Linked DNA regions of Sus scrofa: region 2 is linked to region 1. The links are chromatin contacts, called in public Hi-C maps. All regions are on one chromosome and are shown on one strand. The core of a region is the stretch at or near the end of the contact, and the rest is flanking DNA. Distances in the headings are between cores, read along the strand shown.

Region 1 (3,258 bases), core at 398-2,897:
TAAGAACCATGAGGTTGCGGGTTCAATCCCTGGTCTCACTCAGTGGGTTAAGGATCCGGTGTTGCCGTGAGCTGTGGTGTAGGTCACAGACGCCGCTCGGATCTCCCGTTACTGTGGCTGTGGTGCAGGTCGGTGGCTATGGCTCTGATTGGACCCCTAGCCTGGGAACCTCCATATGCCGCGGGTGTGGCCCTAGAAAAGACAAAAAAAAAAAAAAAAAAAAAAAAAAGATCCTTGTTCTAGAATTGCCTGGTTAAGGATCTGGCACTGTTATAGTTGTGGCACTGGTTCAATATCTTTGGCCCAGGAACTCCTGTATGCTGTGGGACGCCTCCAGCCCTCCCCCTGCAAAAAGAGTTCCTGTCGTGGCTGAGCGGTAATGAACCTGACTAGTATCCTTGGATCCCCAGGTTGCTGTGGCTGGGGCATAGGCCAGCAGCTGCAGCTTTGATTCAACCCCCGCCTCCAAAAAAAAAAAAAAAAAAAAAAATCCTGTCCCCATTCCTGCTTCCCATCTCTAAGAGTCAGTTTTGGCCTCTCCTTAGGGGCAGCTGGCTTGCTGAGGAAGGTGGAGGCTGAACAGCTTGGGTTCTGAAGGCGCTCACAATCCCTTATGTTAACACACAGCTCTGCACGTTACAAAACATTTTAACGTGAGGTGTCTTAATTCTCCTAATAGCTACCAGAAACAGGTGCTACCGGTAGCACTGTGGTAATAAAAACATGGGTTGATGAGTCCAACATTACATTGCTGGAGGGTGGCAGGGTCAACCTGAGGCCCAGTCTTGCCTTCAGTATGAGTTAGTGAGAGAATTACTAAGGAGACTCTTTCTTAACGTGAAAGGGTTTTTACGGAAGACTGTAAAACAAGTATCTAGAAACTGAATATATACTATGCGAGAGAATGCCTGGCCAGATTATATGTGGAAAGGGACAAGGAGGTTAAGAACTCACTTCACAGAAGAATTCATTGCCACGGAGCCCACAGAACCAGGAAATCCAGGACACCTCCTCTGAGCTGCTCATCTTCACTTCAGCTAGAAAAAGAAGAGTGTCAGCCTAAGCTCTCCTCCCTGCCTCTGATATCCTCCCTCTTCCCACACTTTGCCCTCCAACCACAGAAGAATTTAGGGCCACCCTTTCTTAAAGGATCCTAGACTGGAGCAGTTCTCTCCAGCTCCTCCTATTCACACCTCAACCCCTTTTTTCAGAGACAGGAAATTCTCTGGGGTCCCAACACTTGTGTGTAACCGGCAGGTCTTGACCCATTAGTCCTATCCACATCCCTAACGCTCCCCAAGGCCAGGCCCCTCTCTCCTCTATGTCAACTCCAGCAGGGCCTGCGGCTCAGATTCCCTACCCCCGCAAGTCTCCGTTTGTCCCCGGCCCCATTCCCAAGGTTTCCGAAGTTTCTTTCCAGGCAAGAGCTAAGCTCCTCTTTTTCTCAAAGTCTGGGGATGGCAGTTAGGTCCCTTTCACGGGAGTCTCCTTATCCCGCCTCCATCCTTCAGACCACCCCCTCCTTCCTTCGGTCCCGGACCTGGTCACTTCCTTCCCCACCCCCACATCAAGGCACGGAGACCCCTTGTGCCGCGCCCAGGAACAGGGGACGCGGCGCGGCAACGACCTCAGACTCACCGGCTGGACGGGGACTGGGACCGGGGGGGCGGGGAGGGGAGGGGAGTTTCTGCTTCCAAGGAACCGCGGCGACGGCTACAACGCAGGCCGCGGATCCAACCGCGGCAGGCGAAGTGGGGCGGGGGGAGTGGAAACTGGGGAGGGTGGGGAAGAGGGCAACGCGCAAGCGCTTAAAATCGTGCGCCGCGGTGAACGCCGGGAGATGGAGTCCTCGGAAGCTAGAAACTGGCGCAACTGAGAAAGGGCGAACTACGAATCCCAGGACGACCCGCCCACGACCCTGGTGTCGCGAGGCCCCTGAGGGAAACGCTCCGGGGCGGGGCGTAGGGAGCCGCCACCGGAAGCGGAAACGCAGTACCGTGTTCTGGGCCAGGGAGCCTGGGAAATATAGTCGAGTGATCTTATCACCGTGGGGCTGAGAGGGGGCGGGGAAAGGAACAAGACAGGCTGGATCATTTACTGCCGCTCCCTCTCACACAACGAGCCTCAGGCGTGCGGCCCTGCTACCCAGACCATTGACCTCATCACCGACCAGCTGCCTGGCCCTTATCGCTTGTGGAGCCCCCCTGTCCGAGTCAGCCTGCCAAGGAGACCCTCAACGGGGCCCATATTTCACTCAAGGGTTTGATCTCCTGAGGTGGGAGGTGAGGCCGGGTTCCGCGCTGAGGGACCTGGGTAGGGTGTGCTGGCTGAGCTGAGAGGTGTGAGAATCGGGAAGGTCCCGTGCGCTAACCTGAGGTGGCGCCAGCCATTCTGTTGCTCGTCCCCTTGCACTTCTCCATTTCCTTTTAAGGCTTGAACAGGGCCTTCTGCTGCGGGTGCTAAGTGCGACCTTCCAACCCTGGTCAGATTAATGGTGAGGGGCTGCGTGACTATTTCATTTCACGGCTTCTGGGCATTCTCCGCCTCAGGGCCTTTCTTAACCCAGAGGGTGGTTTCCCAGGTCCAGAAAATGAGCTTGGAGCGGGGGCCACGTTGAGGGAGGCGAAGAGCATTGTGGGGGCGTTAGGTAAAAGCAGGACCCCAACCGACAGATATTTCTCGATCCTCGCGCTACCAGGGCACGTGGCGTTTTGCGCTTGTGTTATTGGAAAGATTCCAGGGCGGGAAATAGCCCGGAGCAGCGCGCCTGCGTGCTCCAGTATTGTTTTTGTTTGTCCCCCGCCCGCTCCCCATTCAGCTGCGCATGCGGCTTTGACTGTGGACGCCTTTGCTTAGAGTAGCGCCATTTTGCAGTACGGAAGCTGCAAAGCAACGAGTGGAACCTCCCCGCGAATCGGCTTCCTGCTTCCGGACAAATGTCAAGTCTGTTTTTGTTTAAGAATACCCCGAAATAGGATCCAGGAAGATTTAAAGAGCCAGGCTGATTGTTTTCCTTAATGGTATGTCCCGCGCAGTTGTAAAGTAGTTTCAGAGAAAGGCTGTTATTATTGATGGTGAGGATGGAGTGGGGGCAGAGCACAGGACTTCTGGGCAACTGTCTTACAGAGTCTACTTTGTTAACCTTTACTAAGGGGCATGGTCTGTTACCATAGGGTTTCCTATTTTTACACAATCCGTGGTCCTCGGGGTTCACTTTCCGCGTAGGAGGGTTTTTGTTTGTTTTTGTCTTTAGGGCTG
Region 2 (3,258 bases), core at 548-3,047, 220 kb after region 1:
GAGCAGTTTCTTCCTGGGCTCTATAAGCACGGGTGGGAGGCTCTCGGGAGCCTCTCTCTCATCGTCCAGTTCTGCCAACACGCGGTGAGCGGATTTCCTCCGGTTTCTTGGGGGTGGGGCCGAAGGGGTGGTCCTCACTTCCCCAGGAGTCGTGGAAACGGGTGGATTCTGCGGCCCACTCCCACTCCGAGAGAATGTGAGCGGCTGCAAGTGGAGCTTGCTGAGGCTGCCGATGGAGTTGAGGATCAGGGTGGCTTTGGGGGTGGGGGAGAGGGTGCTGAGGGGGCGCTGGGGGGCCCCTTGGGAGGGCAGCATAGGCCGGAAACCAGCTCTGGTTTCTCCCTCTTCTCCCCTGGACCGTGGGATGGTGATGGCAGCAAAATCTTGAGGTTTGACTCGGACTTGCTGAAACATGTAGAACTCTGAGGGGCTGGTTCCTGGGGGCCCTTCAGGGCCAAAGGTCAGAAGGTCACCATCACTCAACTCCAGCCTGTGACCCCTTGGGAGTCGGACATTATTGACCAAAGTCCCTGTTGGTGGTGGGACACCAGACAGAACGACAGAAACAAATGGTGGGTCAGAAGTGGAGAGATCTGGTCCTGTTTGATTTTCTGGGGAACACGAGGAAGAACATTGCATCTGTTATCCAGTTCTCATGTTCTAAGTCCCTTCGCAGGTAACACCAGATAGCAAGCTCTTTGTGAACTGGGAACAAATTTTTGTTTCTTATGCCCTCCCACTGGAGGCATGGAGGGAAAAAGCTCCTTCCCTCAATCTACTGAGGTCTGATTCTCAGAGATGCTCACTCACCCAGCTCCGCCTCAACACCTATCCGCATAGTTCAGATTGTCTAGGTTCAAATCCAAGCTCCACTACTTAACCAGCCATGTGGCCCTGGACAACTTTTGTGCCTCATTTTCCTTGTCTGGAAAGTGGGGATATTTGTGCTCACCTACATTTAGTGCATTTAGGACAGTTCTGGCTTGTAACAGTAAGCACTAGGTGCATCTTGGCCACTAGTTATCCAATCCTCACAACATTCCCAACCAAAACAGACCTAAGAAAGGCTTATAGTTTACCTAGGAGGAAACTAATACCTAGAAAGGTGAAGTGACAGGCCTGAGGGACGCTGCCGGGGGTCAGTGGCACCACTCAGATGTGAACCCAGGCCTTCTGAGACTGTAATTGCCTCCGAGTCAAAGGAGTAAGACATAGGTTCAGATCATTAAAACAATTCAACATGTAACTGCCCTAAGCCAAGAACAAGGTGCCAACTTGGGAACAAGTCTGGAAACTTGGTCAAGTCTGAGCTTGGCCCCAGGACAACCCACTGCGATACTTCTCTGATGATGCTCCCGCCCCTGAATGAGCTAAACAAGGTCAGCTCCACAAAGAGCTTCTGACACTGCACATTTCTGGTGGGAGGACAGGTCTGGGTGATAACCATCCAGCCAGCCCAAAGGGGAGATTGGGTGGAAGGCAGGCAATGGTCCCTGTGGAGACTTTGCAGCCCAGAACTGCCATTGCCCAGGCATAAGGCTGCTCTGCTCACTCCTCACCTTGGCTGCTATGGTCCTCCAGGCTGACCCTCCAGTCATCACCCCGGCGCTCAGCGTGCAGCTCCGCGTGGACTTCCGAGATGAAGCCGGGCTCCTGCTGGGGCCGCAGGGCCACATCACACAGGTCGGCCCTGCAGCCCAAGCGGTAGGTGCAGCCAGCCCCACTTGGGGGGTGGAAGGTGTAAAGGTCGACACCCCTGCCGCCCCCTATGCGCAGCAGCTGGAAGCAGGGCAGCATGGGCGGTGCCCCCTCTGCACCACCTCTTCCACTTCAGGAATCCATCACTTCCCAATCCTGGGCCATGCACAGCTGGCCTAAGTTCTCTTTCCCTCTGATGCAGAGTTGAACTGTGCTTTGTGCAATCTCAACCTTGGGCACGCTCCCCGAATAGTGTAAATTCAGAGTGCAAGGGCCTAGGATTCGATGCAAGATTGGCTGTCAACAGTTTTCCAACTGAAAAATTTCGTGAGGGTCCCAGTATAGTGCAAAGACGAAGATGTCCTATGGCACGAAGTTGAATCAGATCCTCAGGCTGCAGAATATTCCGGGAGCCTTCAAGTCTGTGCCAGGCAACAATACGTTAGGCAGCTTCTGGGGAATATGCGAATTGCAAGGGGGGAGGACTGGGGTCCTGCTTCTGTGTGATACTAACTTGTCACCTCAGTGTAATTTGGAGAAGTTTCCTGTCAATTCTGCTAATCCAAACAGAGTAACCCACCTGCTAGCCTGCGCCTCGCTCTTCTGGCCAACCCCTCACTCATAACTAGATAGCTTAAACCCCCGTGGGAAGTCTATCCACTGTCATCCCTCCAAAGGCAGTGCAAATGGGTCTCTATGTTCTCTAACAAAGCGGATCTAAACCCCTGCTTCCCGACTTCTCCAGGTGGGATTAAAGACAGGATAGGGCTTCCCGGGATCATGCGAGGGAAACCCAGCCTTTTCCCTCCCCGCCGCAATCCAGATTCTTATCTACCGCGAGGTGCAGTCTCGAAGCGGTCCCCTCTCCGGGCAGTGCCAGCCTGTGCGGCAGCTCAGGATCTCTCAGGCTCCGGCCAGGGCTGGTGCTCCAGCGGCTGTTTGACAGCGAGGAAGCCGGGGCCAGGAGGGGCGCCGTCTCCGCGCGCGGGCAGTACCGACCCCGCCTTCGGAATTCCCGGGTCTGAACTTCGCGCCGAGAGAGCCCGCCCCCCGTGCCGTTTCTGATTGGCCATCTCTTTTGCCCTCCTTCTCTCCATTGGGCGACGCGCTGGGAGGGTCTCCGATCTCCCGCCTTCCGCTTTTTCTGATTAGTTCACAAGTTTTCCCGGGTTCCCGGAGTTGGGAGGAGCCGCCAGGGCGCGGAGATGCCCTCAGTGCCATAATTGGGCCGGGCTTTAGACTACCGCGCCTGCGTACACCTCTTCCCCTCCTCCTCCCGGAAGGGTGAAGGGCTTTAGAGCGTCCCGCCAACCTGCCCGCTTTGCGCAGGCGCGGTCAGGGGCTGAGGCCGCGCTTCTGAGCTAGGGGTAGGGGGTGTGGTCAAAGGGCAGAGGGGTCGCTCGCGCTGGGTAAGGGGTATTCGGGAAGAGTCGGTTGGGGGCGGGAAGGGCCAAGAGGGGGTGCGGGGGTGGGTTCAGGGGTCCACAGGGTGGAGGGGTACAGGGTCCGGGTAAAAGGACAAATGAAGTGGTCAGAACAGCCCTAGAGCTCCTCGTCCAG

What was found. Hi-C and Micro-C count contacts between places; a contact is called where the count stands out from the background.
Region 2: a contact with region 1 is called in a Hi-C map of liver, with 5 times the contacts expected there. The contact joins the promoter of TCF19 here to the promoter of CSNK2B in region 1. A contact is called at or near these places in 1 of 5 promoter capture datasets (liver), 4 of 47 Hi-C or Micro-C datasets (heart right ventricle, liver, mesenteric adipose tissue and 1 more) and 1 of 2 datasets of contacts at active chromatin or transcription factors (alveolar macrophages).

What each region holds. Positions count from the first base shown.
Region 1 is chr7:23,779,583-23,782,840 of Sscrofa11.1, reverse strand. CSNK2B (casein kinase 2 beta) reads right to left here and starts at 1,647. Exons shown (of 7, transcript NM_001145377.2): 1 at 1,639-1,647; 2 at 955-1,037. The coding sequence starts at 1,026. It overlaps GPANK1 (G-patch domain and ankyrin repeats 1), which reads left to right and starts at 2,495. Exons shown (of 3, transcript NM_001145383.1): 1 at 2,495-3,020.
Region 2 is chr7:23,557,816-23,561,073 of Sscrofa11.1, reverse strand. It overlaps TCF19 (transcription factor 19), which reads right to left and starts at 1,797. Exons shown (of 3, transcript NM_001167591.1): 1 at 1,560-1,797; 2 at 1-530. The coding sequence starts at 1,797. It overlaps CCHCR1 (coiled-coil alpha-helical rod protein 1), which reads left to right and starts at 2,924. Exons shown (of 18, transcript XM_021098445.1): 1 at 2,924-3,065.